Regions from separate parts of the Sus scrofa genome. Here region 1 is linked to region 2. Evidence: chromatin contacts called from public promoter capture Hi-C data. All regions are on one chromosome and are shown on one strand. Each heading gives the region's core, a stretch centred on a gene start, on an enhancer-like site or on the middle of the called end of the contact. The rest is flanking DNA. Distances are from core to core; before and after follow the strand shown.

What was found. Promoter capture Hi-C pulls out the DNA fragments that hold promoters and counts their contacts.
Region 1: a contact with region 2 is called in a promoter capture Hi-C map of liver, with 5 times the contacts expected there. The contact joins the promoter of ITIH4 here to the promoter of ITIH1 in region 2. A contact is called at or near these places in 2 of 5 promoter capture datasets (both in liver), 5 of 47 Hi-C or Micro-C datasets (fetal liver, liver and skeletal muscle) and 2 of 2 datasets of contacts at active chromatin or transcription factors (alveolar macrophages and skeletal muscle).

The regions. Positions count from the first base shown.
Region 1 is chr13:34,940,643-34,947,876 of Sscrofa11.1, reverse strand. ITIH4 (inter-alpha-trypsin inhibitor heavy chain family, member 4) reads left to right here and starts at 4,008. Exons shown (of 27, transcript NM_001001537.1): 1 at 4,008-4,103; 2 at 5,313-5,473. The coding sequence starts at 4,014. It overlaps LOC100153598 (store-operated calcium entry regulator STIMATE), which reads left to right. Exons shown (of 10, transcript XM_021068951.1): 9 at 1,009-1,143; 10 at 1,314-1,617. The coding sequence ends at 1,420.
Region 2 is chr13:34,887,969-34,894,761 of Sscrofa11.1, reverse strand. ITIH1 (inter-alpha-trypsin inhibitor heavy chain 1) reads right to left here and starts at 2,423. Exons shown (of 21, transcript NM_213924.2): 1 at 2,284-2,423; 2 at 1,593-1,759; 3 at 1,101-1,205; 4 at 584-746; 5 at 1-48. The coding sequence starts at 2,397. It overlaps NEK4 (serine/threonine-protein kinase Nek4), which reads left to right. Exons shown (of 18, transcript XM_021068940.1): 2 at 1,212-1,308.

The DNA.
Region 1 (7,234 bases), core at 2,759-5,258, 52 kb before region 2:
GCAGATGGACACTGTCATCTCTGGCAACTGTGTCATGAGCTGAGCTCTAGCGATAAACACAAGAGGCTCTGCCTCTGGAGGGCCTGGGCTCAGGGAGAACAACCCAGATACCCACTTAGCCTAAGGAACCCCTGTTAATCTTAGCATTTGTGGCCTTCCCTGGTTGGTTTGGAGAAGTGGGGAAAGTGTGTGTGGTACTTGGAGATGTTTGTGTGTAAGGGAGCTGCTTGTATGTGTTGAGTTGTGTATGTTTGAGGCTGTGTCTGTGTGCACGCATGTGAAGCAGGATCTGTAGCTGCACAGCTGTGCCCCAGCGTCTCCCCAGGAGGCTGTATCTGGTGCAGGGGTGTACTATGTTCTAGGAGCACAGAATCGGGGACCAGGGAGGACTTGGACCTGCCCCCAGGGCTAAGGAAGGAATAAGGCCTCAGACTGACAGGCTCCTGGGGTTAAGGGCTAGGTAGGTACTGAGGCTAAATGTCCACAGCACCAGAGAGACAAACCCACCAGCCTATTAAGAGGAGGGTTGTCCTTGCTGCCTGCTCCACAGGTGGGTGCTGACTTGGGACTTTGGCTTGGTGGCATCTGAATCCACCACTCCAAAGCACACAAGGGAAACACTGGGAATTTTGGGGGAGGGGACGGTCCCTAAGGGAAGGACCCTGTTCCACCCGGTGGGCAGATCTTGGGATTCACCAAAAGCTTTGACATTCAGCCTCAAAGCCAGTCCCTTTCCTATTGTGCCCAGGCCTGAGCTTAACTAGACAGGCAGACACTGAGAGGCTACGACAGCCATGGCTCCAGGGCTCCCAGTCTGGGGGAGAAGGGCAGAGACTCAGGGTGGTCAGTATGAGGTAGACTTGGGAAGACTTCCTAGAAGTGGAATGGGACCTTGAATTGGCCTGAGTTCAGTGAGCAGGGAAAGGGGTCTCAGGGCCAGGGCACCGAGTGGAGGGGGACTCTCAGGCTTGAGGACTCGGGTTGTAAGATGAGGCTCTGGGCTTCCCACTGCTGGCACTCAGGAAGCCCCCATCAAGAAGAAGCGCCCCCCTGCGAAGGAGGAGGACCTGAAGGGGGCCCGAGGGAACTTGGCCAAGAACCAGGAGATCAAGTCCAAGACCTACCAGGTCATGCGGGAGTGTGGTGAGTATTCTCTGGAGGTGGGGGGCAAGGCGGGGGGGGGGTCACTCGGGTCCTCACATTCTAAGAGTCCAGAGCTCCTGGGCTCAGGGGGGTGCTCCCCACACAAGGGGCTTCCCTCCCTCGGAAGCCAGGCTGACCCTGATCACACCTCCTCCCCATCCTTACCGCAGAGCAAGCCGGTTCTGCTGCCCCGTCGGTGTTCAGCCGTGCTCGGACTGGCACAGAGACCGTCTTCGAGAAGCCCAAAGCTGGACCCGCCAAGAGTGTCTTTGGCTGAGAAGTGCACACTACCCTCCTCACCACCAGCAACACAGGAACCTTTCCCAAGAATTCTTTTTTATGCCAAGATATACCTTCTCACCTGCCACCTTTGGGACTGCCACCCCTCCCCCACAGCCCTTGCCCTTCAGCCCAGGGACTCTGCACCAGCACCTGCGAAGCACCAATAAAGAGGATGCCCAAGGGGCCCCAGCGTTTGGAGGGTGTTGGTCACTGGCCCTGGTCACTAAATGCAGGGGAGGGAAGGGCAGGTGGCTATGAGGCATGTTCTGAACTGTTCAAAACTTTTGGAAGGGTCTCAGAGGAATGCACGTGCTCTTAGGGCCACTGCCACACACAAGAAAGAGCTTTGGACATGGAGCCCTGGTGCTGACCTGCGTAGCCTCAGATCATCTCCCCTCCCTTTTTGAGCCTCATTAACCCTTGTATGTGACAGGAGAGACTATTATGTAAAACGGGCCATAGTCACACTGCTCAGAGTGAAGCAGGCGGGGTCTGGGGCTCACCTTCCCCCCACCCCTGTCTTCCACAGAAACCACTGAGGTGCCTCCAGGGACCCCCAGGCTCAGGATCCTCAAAGCCCCCTCCCCTTGTTTATATCGCCTCCCTGCCAGCTTGCCCCCACTTCAAAGACAAAGCCAGGTCGAGGCACCTCTCTGGCCAGTGGCAGTCGCTTCCTGAGCTACCATCACCGCTCCCAAACTGGGGGCGAGGCCCCACCTTGCCACTCCCACAGCTCTGTGTGAGCCACATGAGCACCAGGTTCTCCCCGGCGCTTCAAGATTCTTTCCACTTCATGCCTCAGTGTCTCTGTGTGTGGAGCTGTCAGATTCAGGGGACTGCAGAGGCCTGCCCGGCTGGGACAGCAAGACCATGGACGGTCCAGGGCTGGAGTGGCAGTGACTGGCTAGGGGCCGATGCCTGCAGTGACGTCCTGCCAGTCCCCTGGGCAGGTGGGACGGGCTGCATGGAGGCTTTCCCACGTTCTTGGCCAGCCCGGCCTCCTTATTTAGCTATTTTCAGGCCAGGCCTGTGCTCTCTGCCCCAAGGGAGCAGACCTGTGGGGACAGGGCCCAGGCCTGCTCACTAGGCTCCTCAGGGTTGGGGGCGGCTCTTTCCCCAGATTGCTGTAGGAGTACGTCTTCCCGTTTAATCCCAGCCATATCCAGAGCCAAAGGGCGGGCAGTACAGGTGCTCACAGAGATGAGGCTTTTGGCTGTCGTCATGCTAAGGAAGGGGAATGTTCACTTGCAACCACAGACACAGCTCTGAGGTCTATGATGCCCTTCCCTAGAGGCGTGTGCTGCTGGCATTGACCGAGGCAGGGCTAGAAGGGAAGCCGCCTTCCTGACCCTTGCAAGTAAAGTCACTGCCCCAAGACCCCGAGTAGGCCCTGAAGATGGCGCCCTCCCCTAGCTCCCCTAGTGCCACTGAGCCCTCTTCCCTGACCCAGGATTTGGCACCTGGCCACTTTGCTGAAGCATCTTTATCCCATCTTTGGCCATGGACTCAGGAGCCAAGCTTTCAAAGCCACAAGGACATAAGCACTAGCTGCGTCCAGAACCCCTAATATTTATTCACTTTATTATTTGTTAGGAAAGCAGCCTTTCAACTTTATTAAAGGAAAACTGAAAAAAGTCATTGGTAGTCCTACCCCAGACCCTCTAGCCACCCTCTCGTGGGTCTGGGCTCACAACAGCGGCACCACCTTGGCATGGATCGGCCTTCTACCCGTTCTCAAGCTGTGACTCACGGACTCCCTTGGCGTGACTGACCTCCACGTAGGCCGCCTAAGCATACATACCCCCCACCCCCAAGTCACCCCTTTCAAGAGCTCTGTGCTTTCTGTTCTGTGCTTCTGTTTCAGGAAATTCCTTGGATCGAGTGAGACCTCGGGGCCGCAAAGTGTGGGCCTCTTTATGGCTTTCACTTTGTATTGCGAACCACATGTTTAGGAGGCCTTGCTGGAGTTGCACAAAGAGTCCTGGCTAGAATAGTGGGGCCCCAACAGAGAGAAGGGAGGCCCTTTGGCTCAGCCCCTCTCGCTCCAGAAGTAAGGCATATAGCCATCCTGCTTTGGCCCCAGCAGAGCGTGCCCCACTCGGGCACCCCAAGGACTGCTGGGTGCCTTTGGGGCCCCACTGCCCAGTCACTCTGACCTGGCCTCTGGCCCCTGCCTCCTGGAAGCCACCCTCTGGCCCTCCTCTGCCTGGCTATCCCTCTGCTTCACCCATTCTGGGCTTAAAGAGAGCTGGCCAGTTCACTGCGTGTCCCCCAGCCCTGGGAGGCTTAGTGGAATGACTGGTATGAGGGGTGGTAGTGGCCTGAGAAGGTTCTGGACCTTTCAGGTGGGGCGCCAATACCCACTGCCACCTGAAGCCTGCCCCTCCTCAGTACATGTTCCCGTCCCCAGTCAAGGTCCACAGGATGTTCATAGTTTGCCTGCTTATCTGAGCCGCTGGGGTTTTTGGCGTGCAGATCCCAATTTCCCAGAACCTGCCCCCACAGGGGCGGGGCAGCAGGCAAGTTACTAATTCATTCCACGCTTCTTCTTAAGTTCAGAAGCCAGCCTGACAGGCAGAGGAGCCAAAATGAAGACCCTCTCCCCTACTGGTGCCTACGGCCTTCTGCTGGTCCTGCCCTTGCTGCTGGCTGTCCTTCAGAGCACCACGGCCCACAAGGTAGAGGGCGTCCATAGGCGCCTCTGTGTGTGCACCCGAGTGTGAGTGGGGCCAGCTTGTGTGTGGGTGAAGGGGAGGAGAGCCTCAGTGTGTGCAAGTGTGTAAGTGCAAATGAGCACAAGTCATTGTGTGTGTACAGAGAAGTGATGCTGCCCATCCGCCAGGCAGCATTCTTAGGACTCTCACTATGAAGAGTCCTGCATTTACTTGAAGCGGTGATCCTGTTATTTCCAGTTCAAGGGCAGGAGGTGCAGTCTAGCGAGTTGCCCTGGAGGGGAGAGGTGGATAGGAATGGGCCTCAGGCTTCTCTCTTAGCTCTCTGGCTGTGTGACCTCATGGAAGTTATTGATGCTTTCTCTGCTTCCATTTCCTCATTGAGAACAAGTTGATCATAGAGCTGGTCCAAGGTTTGTGGCAAAGGTGGACCTTCTAGTGCTATAAAGTGCTGAGTACAGCGCCTGGCACAGAGCAGATACTCACATGTCAACAAGCCAGTGGGCCACCACGCACCTCGGTGCTAAGCACAAGCGTGCCGTATGCAGCCAGGCAGGAGCTGTGTAGACTCTGCCTGTGTGCACTTGCTCTTCCTTGGAGACCGCAGACCTCAGGTGAAGCACACAGGCCTGGGGAGTGCCTTGTGGGGAGGGACAGAACATCAGGGAGGCCCTGTGGCTGTGGGGGGAATGGCGGCAGTGTAGAAGATGCCCAGCCCTAGAGATGGACCCTACTTATCTCCAATTCTCCCAGCTCCTGCAGGTTCCTGGGGGGAGGCTGGCAGGAGCTCTTTTCCCCAAAGGACTTGTTCACTGCATTTTCACTGGGCAAAGCTAAGATGGCATGGAAGCTCCTTGATCAGGCAGGGCCCTCTGCTGCTCACCTCTGCCCCAGGGATAAGTGAGTCCCTCCCAGATACGCTGGTGCTCAGACTCCACTCCCCACCCCTTACCTGCTTGTTCTCCAAAGGGCACAAAGGCCCCCACTGAACAAGACAGATGGGCCCTTGCCCCGTGGCCCTGTCAGGTGGGGAAGGAAGCACACATCTGCCTCTGATTTGAGACCAAGGTTCACATTTGAAATACTTCATGGGATTTGGCCTGAGACCTGATCAGTGGCTAGGTTGGGGGCCAGGGCTTGGTCTGGGACTAAGGATGAGACCCACTCTTGAAGAGCAGTTGGAACAATCAAACCATTCCTCCTTCACTGGTCCAGAATGACATCAACATCTACAGTCTCACCGTGGACTCCAAGGTCTCGTCCCGATTTGCCCACACAGTCGTTACCAGCCGAGTGGTCAACAAGGGCAGTGCTGTGCAGGAGGCCACCTTCCAGATGGAGCTGCCCAAGAAGGCTTTCATCACCAACTTCTCCATGTAGGTGCCCTCCTGCCCTCCTCCTTGGCCCCTCTCCCCTGTGATGCCATGGCCCCTGTGCCCCATCAAGAAGAGAGTCCCTTCTTCTGATGTGAGGTGTGCCAGAATCTATGCCTGAGGTGGATGTGCCCCACCTGTAGGCAATACAGGGACCACAGGCTTAAGCCAGGAACGTCTTGCATTGTCAGAGATGCCCCCACCCCGCCCCTGCTGCATCCCTCCTGCCATCCATCTCTCCTTCTCTTCATCCATCCATTATCCCTCAGGCTGCTTGGGTGGCAGGTGGAGAATCATGGCATCTTTGTGTCTTCACCTTTGAGAAGTACAGACTTGGGGCCTCCTGAGGCCAAGACTAGGTAGGAGGGAGTCACCAAAAGGCAGATTCCAGCTCAGAATACAGAACATTTCCTAGCCCTTGGGCTGCCCTGCAACGAAGCACTGCCTCAAGGAGAGAGGGACCACCTTCTTGTCACAGAAGTTCTATGGCAGACTGGTCCTCCACCCTCAACTGGGATACCACTGAGGTGGGTCTGTTCTGGGTCAGAGGCTGCACTGGGAGTTCCCTGGAGTTTGCCTGGACCCTGTGATACTCACCACGTCCTCTACTGTCCTCCCACCCCCTTCCCAACTCAGTTTTGCAATATTTGCTAAATGCAAGAGAACTCTGTCTGTCCCTGGCCCCACAGGAGAGGCTGTGGTTGAGAAAGGCGGATGTCGGAAACTCAGGGAGGGTGATGGGTGATGAGGCAGAGAGCAAGTGTTTCAGGAGGAGGCCCCAGCACACCCTGAGACTTTTGGAAACCTGTGGTGGGGGCAAGGTCCCTGTGGTTGGCTCTTTCTTATCTCTCTACCCACCCCACCCCCAAACAGCCCTGCTTTTCCTAACCCTGGAGCCAGATCTACACTGCCCAACTTGCAGCATGGGCTTTGCAGGCTGCCCCCTGCCTCCCGTGTAGGTGCCATGACTGGCAAGCTTCTATCCTGTCACATCTGAGGGCCCAGGACTTGCACTCCTTTCTGAGCCCCGCTCCTATTGCTGCATGAAAGGGAAGCAGGGGGCAGGGGACCCCAACTGGGCATTTACGAGGAGGAGCCCTATGGCCCAGCACCAGCTCCATCCCTAGTCCAGAGTTAAATTGTGACCAGGACGGTGGGGAGGAGGGACACTTGATCCTAACGCCCTGGCTGCCCTCTCCCAGCAACCCCTGTACACTCTCACCCTTTCACAGCAGTCCCAGGTGGAGCAGGCTTATGTTTGCCTCCATGAGGAGCTTCTGGGGGATTCATTTTCCTTCCAGAAGAACAGCCCAGTCAGTTCTCTCTCAGTCTCCCCCAAAATGGCCACCAGGATTATGTCCTCACCCCAAGGGACCAAGTTGTCCAAAACCTCCTTTTCCAGAAGCCAACTTCTCTCCAGAGTGGCCTGACCAGTGTTGGTGGGAAAAAGGGGAAGCTGCAGAGGAGGGGGGGCAGAGGCTTTGAGCCCGTGTCTCCACTGGCTTGGGAGCCAGTATCTCTTCCCTCCTCAGCCTTCCCTGCACAGCTGGACCCAGGGCTGTGGGAAATGGGTCTCAAAGCTTTCGCTGCTGGCTGGCCAGTCTGGGCACAGTCTGTGGCATGAAAGGGGTAGTTGGAAGGTGGGACCAGACAGGAAGGGAGAAGAGAGGCTGGGGCCTAGCTCAGCCCTGCTTTCTCTGCAGTCTTGGTCCTGGTTGTTCAGTAAAAGTCCTGTTTACTGACACAGTGCATGTCCCAGGATAG
Region 2 (6,793 bases), core at 1,174-3,673:
GGCATCCAGCTTGCTGATCCCCTGGGGCTCAAAGATGTCCACGTCGATCTGTGGCATTGAAGCAATTCCTGCGCCAAGGCGCCCATTTGGAAGCCATCATCAAGTCTCAGCTGAGAGCCAGCGTGAATCCTGGTCACCTCTTATGTGTAGTGCCCACCCAACCCTCCGCAAAGGGCCTGGCTCCAAAAATACTGGCCAAATGAACGGGTGCATGTCTGCACGCGTCCATTTGGCTACCACCGAAGTGCCATGACAATCCTAGTGCCTCAGGCTGCCCAGGACTTTCTGGCTTACAAACTCCCTGACATTCAATATCTCGTATGATCCTTACAGCAGTCCCGAGACACGCAAAACCCCCATTAAACAGATGAGCAAGCCAAGGCTCCGAGAGGAGGAGGTTGGAAAGTTCAGGGAACTCCCTACCCATGAGGAGCCATCAGAGCCCACCCTGAGGAGCAGTGCCCTCTCCGTGTGCTCAGGCCTGGGACAGCATAGGCACAAGGTGGGCGCCAGGCCACAGTAAGGGAGCGGCAGGAGCCCAGCTCCAGAGACCTTGCCCCACATGTGGTCGCCTGTGATCTACCTCAAAATGCTGCACCAGCTGCTTGGGTTTGACCTTGATGACAATGTCATACTGCGTAAGCTTGCGCCTCAGCACCTCCTCGTAGGTTAGCTGGAATGTGGCCTTGCTCCGAGGACCAATGGTGACGTGGATGGTAAATTGCTCCATTGTTCTCCCTGAGGCCCTGGACATACCACCGGGGCAACAATAAACAGACAAGTGGTAAGTGACAGGAGGGTCCTTGTCACCTAAAGCATGGCCCTCAAAATCAAACTCTCTTATTTAAGTGCTGCTCTCAGATTGCCTTGACCCTCGCTCTTGTCTTAGCTGGCTGATCAGGATTATGTGGCCAGGGCCCCGTTTCTCCAGAGGCTCGTGTGGGAGACAGGCAGGTCAACACCAGCCTTGTCCAGGGGGGCTGTGCCAGCAGTGGCTTTGGGGAGTTTGCTCCCTTCCCCCAGCCTGGAGTTGCAGCGCTCAGATCCAACCTGGCAGGGAGGGCATACCAGGGACCAAAACTGCAGCGTCCAGAACTCACCTGACGAGGCCAGAATTCTCTCCTGAAATGGCTGCTTTCCGGTACTGCTTCCATGCAGTCACTTTGTCCTTTATGTCCCCCACAAATGTGTTTTCATCTGCTGTGCTACAGGGAGGAAGAAGCCTTCAGGGAGGTGCCCCTCCCCAGCCATGCAGACCCTTCCTATTAGAGGTGACGCCAGCCCAGGTCCTGAAGAGGCCCTGTCTAGGTGAGTGCATCCCCCGACAGGGAGGTGGGCATCCATGGCCACAGGGTCCCACAAGAAGCCTTGGATGCCTGCTTTTGCTCCTCGGGCCCTAGGCTGAAGATATCCTGTCAGAGGCTCTAGTTTGCTCTCCAAGATGGGAGCCCAGAGCAGACCTAAAGGGCTTTTTCGTGCCTCACAGTCTGGGGTGGTCTGTGGCCCCTGGGGATGAGGGGATGGGCTGGGCTTTCTGACCACTCTGAGCTGTGGCTGCGGGCTGGGACTGGCAAAGCCATCAGAGCACATACATGGCAAAGTCGCTGATGAAGGCTGTCTTGGGGATTTCCACATCGAAGGCCACTTCCTTGGCTTTGTTGGCGTTGTTGACCACTTGGCTGGTGACGACGTAGTGGGCGAAGCGAGAGGTGACCTTGCAGTTGACTTTCAAACTCCGAATGACCACACCATTGACGGCCTAAAGTGAGACAGACGTGAGAGAGGTGGCCTGGGATGGAGCCTCTGAGCCATGAGAGGCCTCGGCACCCATCTCAGACACAGGGGCCGCTCTCTATGCCTGAGACCATGCTGTGGGGCATGAGGTGGAGGCGGGGAAGCCTCCATCTGCAGGAGACAGGCGTCTGTCGTCTGTCTGCCCAGGGCACGCCCTGAAGCACAGGGAGAACAGGCTGGAATAAGGGCCCCACCACAGACCCTTTTGCCAAGACTCTCACTCACTGTGTCCATAGCCTGTTGCTTCTGTAAAGCAAAACCGGGAGGGGCAAGTATGAGTGCAAACGCTCAGGGGAACAGGTCCTACCTGTTAAGGGATGGGAGCAGGATGTGGCCTATGTCCTCTACCCCTCGACCTCACCTTCCCCATGCTGCTGGGAGGTCACCTCTCCATTCAGAGGAGGTAGAGGCGTGTGAGTTTAGCCCCGGTCCCTGAGGCCCCATCTGGGCTCAGCTGCCTGTTTCTGGCCCAGGGATTTACTCACATACCTTGTTGCCTTTGGTACTGTCTGTGGGTGAACCTTGAGTGGGCATGGCCTGCAGGGCGAGGTGGGACGCCAGGCACAGGCAGAGCAGCCCCTGCAGCCCCATGGTGCCGTCCATGGACTCAAGCCTCTTGCTGCCTTATCACTTCACTCAGACCATTAATCAATAAAATGCTGGACAAACATGGATTAAACATTAGACAAGGCAAAGGCAAATATTACATTTGGGGGATAAAATTTGACAGTAATAGCTTTCTCCTTGGGGGGATTCCCAACAGTGTAAACTCCTGACCAGACTCAGAGTGTGCCCCTCGAAATAGAACTGCACTCAGCTGGCATGAATTGTGAAGACCCAGGTGGCCATTTAATCCTGGGTCTGTGGCACTGAGGCAACACAGTGATACTGTGGCATGTGTCAAGAAGCCACAGTTTAATAAGAATTTCTCAACTTCGTTAGATGTTCCTCTCCCCAAATTCTTTAAGCATCAACAGACTTTTCAGAAAGTCACACGTTGTCCAGGGAAGCAGATATGCTGGCTTAGAGAGTGTCTGCCCATATCCTCGTTTCTGGCACCAACTCTAATAGTTCTGCCAGAGAGAGTCTGAACAGTTCTGGGGATACGTAATGGGTGGCACATACTTTAGGACAGCCAGATTTGGAAAGAAGAGCAGAAGTAAGCTTCATTGTTCCTCCTGGGTAGGGATGCTTGGCAGGTACAGTGGAGATAAGGCTGAAGGCCATGCTTTCATGATGGAGGGCACAATATGAGCCATGCATTGCTCTAAGCCCTTTATGATCTAATTTTATCCTCATGGTGTTCCTGGAACACTGGTCCCACAGCAAGTGAAAGAGCAGGTGTTGAAACCCAAATCTTTTAGACCCCAAAGCCCAAGTCTATCACTTAATTACAGAAATGTCCTCTGCTTTGTTAGGAGGACAGAAGAAGCAGTCAAAGTTCTCAGAGACCCATTTTGTACCTGCAATTTCTCAAGTTTTATGCATTAAACCCTCCCTGTCCCCAACAAGCCACAGCACACTGGGCAGACACCACCCTTGGTCAATCCACTCTATGGCCCTGGTTGGGATGCACTGGTGGCCATGACCCTGATATGGCCAGGGGGCCCAGAGGCTTCTTTGATCTTGTTTGCTTGTTCTGGACTTTGTCTCACAGAGCAGCTTCTGGGTAAGTGTTTATTATCCCCAAGCAAGAATGCCCTTCTGGACTGTTTTCTGTGGAAGATGAGATGAATCAACATGAAACAGTATGTTGGGGGTTCTGATGATTTCCTGCACCAGTATCCACACAAGGCTTGTGTTGGGTTGGGCACATTTCCAGGCATCAGGACACCACAATGATGAAACTCAACTGCCTCCCAGTGTTCAGTGGGCTGATGCCTTGGGAAAAGGAGTCAGACAAGTCAAAGGAAGCCCATTGAATCCTAGGAGTGGTCAGAAGCTAAGGAGGAGCCTGAGGAAGCTGTGGAAATCTGGAAAGGGTAGAGATCATCTCCTGCAGGGCCTTGGAGAAGGCTCCTAGAGGAGGTGCCTGGTAAACAGAGCAGCACTCAGGAATGGGAGGTGGGGAGGGGAGGGAGAGAAAAATAGATATGTTAGAAAAACAGGTAAGTGTGAAGCATGATTGGGGAAGGGGAAGGTGTCTGTGTGCAAGAGCAGTACCTAATGAAGAGGGAAGGGGAAGGAGGCTGGGAAATGGTTTGGACCCACTGTCACAGGGCTCTGAAAGTGAACTATCTTTTCTTTCTTTCTTTCTTTTTTTTTTTTTTTTTCGGTCTTTTTAGGGCCACACCTGTGACATATGGAAATTCCCAGGCTAGGGACTGAATCGGAGCTATAGCTGCTGGCCTATGCCACAGCCACAGCAACGAGGGATCTGAGCCATGTCTGTGACCTACACCACAGCTCATGGCAATGCCGGATCCTTAACCCAGTGAGTGGGGCCAGGGACTGAACCTACGTCCTCGTAGATATTAGTTGGGTTCATTACTGCTGAGCCACAAGGAGAACTCTGAAAGTGACCTATCTTTTTGAGTAGGAAACACTAAAGATATTTTGAGCAGGAGCATGGCAAGATCAAGACTGAGCTTTGGGGGACTTCCCGTTGTGGCTCAACAGTTAATGAACCCGTGCCATGGGTGTGGCCCTAAAAAGATTAAAAAAAAAAAAAAAAAGACTAGGCTGGTGGGAGATGGTTAGCACCAAGCTGCTCCACAGAATGTATGAAAAACATATTTGTATGGCCTGGGAGGAGAAAAGGCATGGGGAGAGCTAACAGTGACTAGCAGCTGGCCCACTTCTCAGCGTCTTTTGGGCCCCAATTTGTTTACTGCTTACAGCTACCCCCAGGAGATGGATACTATTACGGCTCCCATGTGACAGATGAAGAGGATTGGTAGACTCATCCTGTGGAATTTGGGGGAGGGGATTGAGGGTGGGAAGTGATGGGTAAATGTGAAGCAGCTGAACTTGCTAAAGATTGAGTCTGGAGGTTTGAGAAGGTGGCTGTGCTGATGCCCATGGGAAAGCACAGAGTCCCAAACCTGCTCAGGGCCCCTCAATCTGATATGTCCAAACTGAGATCATGACTTTTCTTGCCTCCTCACTACCAAGTCTGGTCTTCTTCCTCTTGTTGGTCCCATCCCCCCCCTCCCCCCGGTAAGGGCCACCACCATCCATCCAGGCATCCAAGCCAGTAAGCTGGGTGGCATCCTGGATGGCTCCCTCCCTTAAACTCTCCACCTCCCCTCCACCCCCATCTCCAATCCTCTAAGTATCTTTCTGATCCATTTACTTCTCTTCAAATCCCCAGTCACCACTGAGTCCAAGCCACCCTCACCTCTCCCCTAGACAGCTGCTCTCCCTACCCCCACTCTGCAACAACAGTCTACTCTGGCAGCAGCCAGGGTCATTTTTTTTTTTTTTTTTTTTGCTATTTCTTGGGCCGCTCCCGCGGCAAATGGAGGTTCCCAGGCTCGGGGTCTAATCGGAGCTGTAGCCAAGGGCCTACACCAGAGCCACAGCAACGCGGGATCCAAGCCGTGTCTGCAACCCACACCACAGCTCGCGGCAACGCCGGATCATTAACCCACTGAGCAAGGGCAGGGACCGAACCCGCAACCTCATGGTTCCTAGTCGGATTCGTTAACCACTGTGCCACGATGGGAACTCCAAGTTGAGTATCTTTTCATGTACTATTTGCCATTTATACATCTATGTTGAGTCTCTTGCATCTTTTGCTCATTAAAAAAACTGGATTATTACTGAATTTAAAGAGTTTTTAGAGGAGTTCTCGTCGTGGCACAGTGGAGGAGAATCTGACTAGGAACCATGAGGTTTTGGGTTCAATCCCTGGCCTTGCTCAATGGGCTAAGGATCCGGTGTTGCTGTGAGTTGTAGGTTGCAGATGCGGCTCAGATCTGGCGTTGCTGGGGCTCTGGCGTAGGAACTCCCAGGGTCATTGTTTTTAAAGGTTGATCTGCTTTAGCCTTTCCCTAACACACTTTTATGTCCTAAGTGGTCTGGCCCCTGCTGACTCCTCCATCTGACCCAGCCCATAGCCCTCCAGGTCTCTCAGCTTCAACCATACTTTCTCCTGACCCACTCACAAAGGTGCATGATTTTTTACTCATTCATTTGTCAGTCTTCAGTTCATCCATTCAAACTGCTGTGGGCCAACCCTATGCCAACTGCTGGGTTTGGGATGTTGAAATTGGCAGGCCCAGCCCAGTGCTCAAGGAATTCACACTGCAGTGTGGAGGTGAAGTCATAAAACAAGTCCACTGAGCTATAGTACATGATTGTTCCTTCTGCCTGAAAAAGATTTCCTTCAAACTTCAGTTCAAGAAATGATTACAGGAGTTCCCGTTATGGTGCAGCAGAAACAAATCCGACTAGAAACCATGAGGTTGCAGGTTCGATCTCTGGCCTCACTCAGTGGGATGGGGATTGACGTTGCCGTGAGCTGTGGTGTAGGTTGCAGACGCGACTTGGATCTGGCATTGCTGTGGCTCTGGCATAGGCTGGCAGCAATAGCTCCGATTGGACCCCTGGTCTGGAACCTCCATATGCCACAGTGTGGCCCTAAAAAGACAAAAAAAAAAAGAGAGAGAGAGAGAAATGATTGCAGCCTCACCTGGATGCCCAGGCTGAACCTGGTGACCTTTCTACATGGCACTGATCTCACTTGGCAAGCATAACTTGTTAGTATGCCTCACTGATTAATGGCCATCTCCCTCTTTATCTCTAAGCTCCATGGGGGCAGGGCTTTGTCTGTCTTGTTCACTCTGTGCCTCCAGGGCATGGCACTGGCCTTGCCACATGCAGGCCCACTCTAAATGCCTGTAGAGTGAAAAAAGATCTGACAAAAAGAAAATCAGAGGAGGTGGAGAGCAGAGAGCAGAGGACAGAACCATGGGAAACCTCAAACCTGAAGGGACCATGAGACATCAAAAAAGAACAGGAGTAGACAGGGAAGGCAGAAGAACCAGGAAAGGTC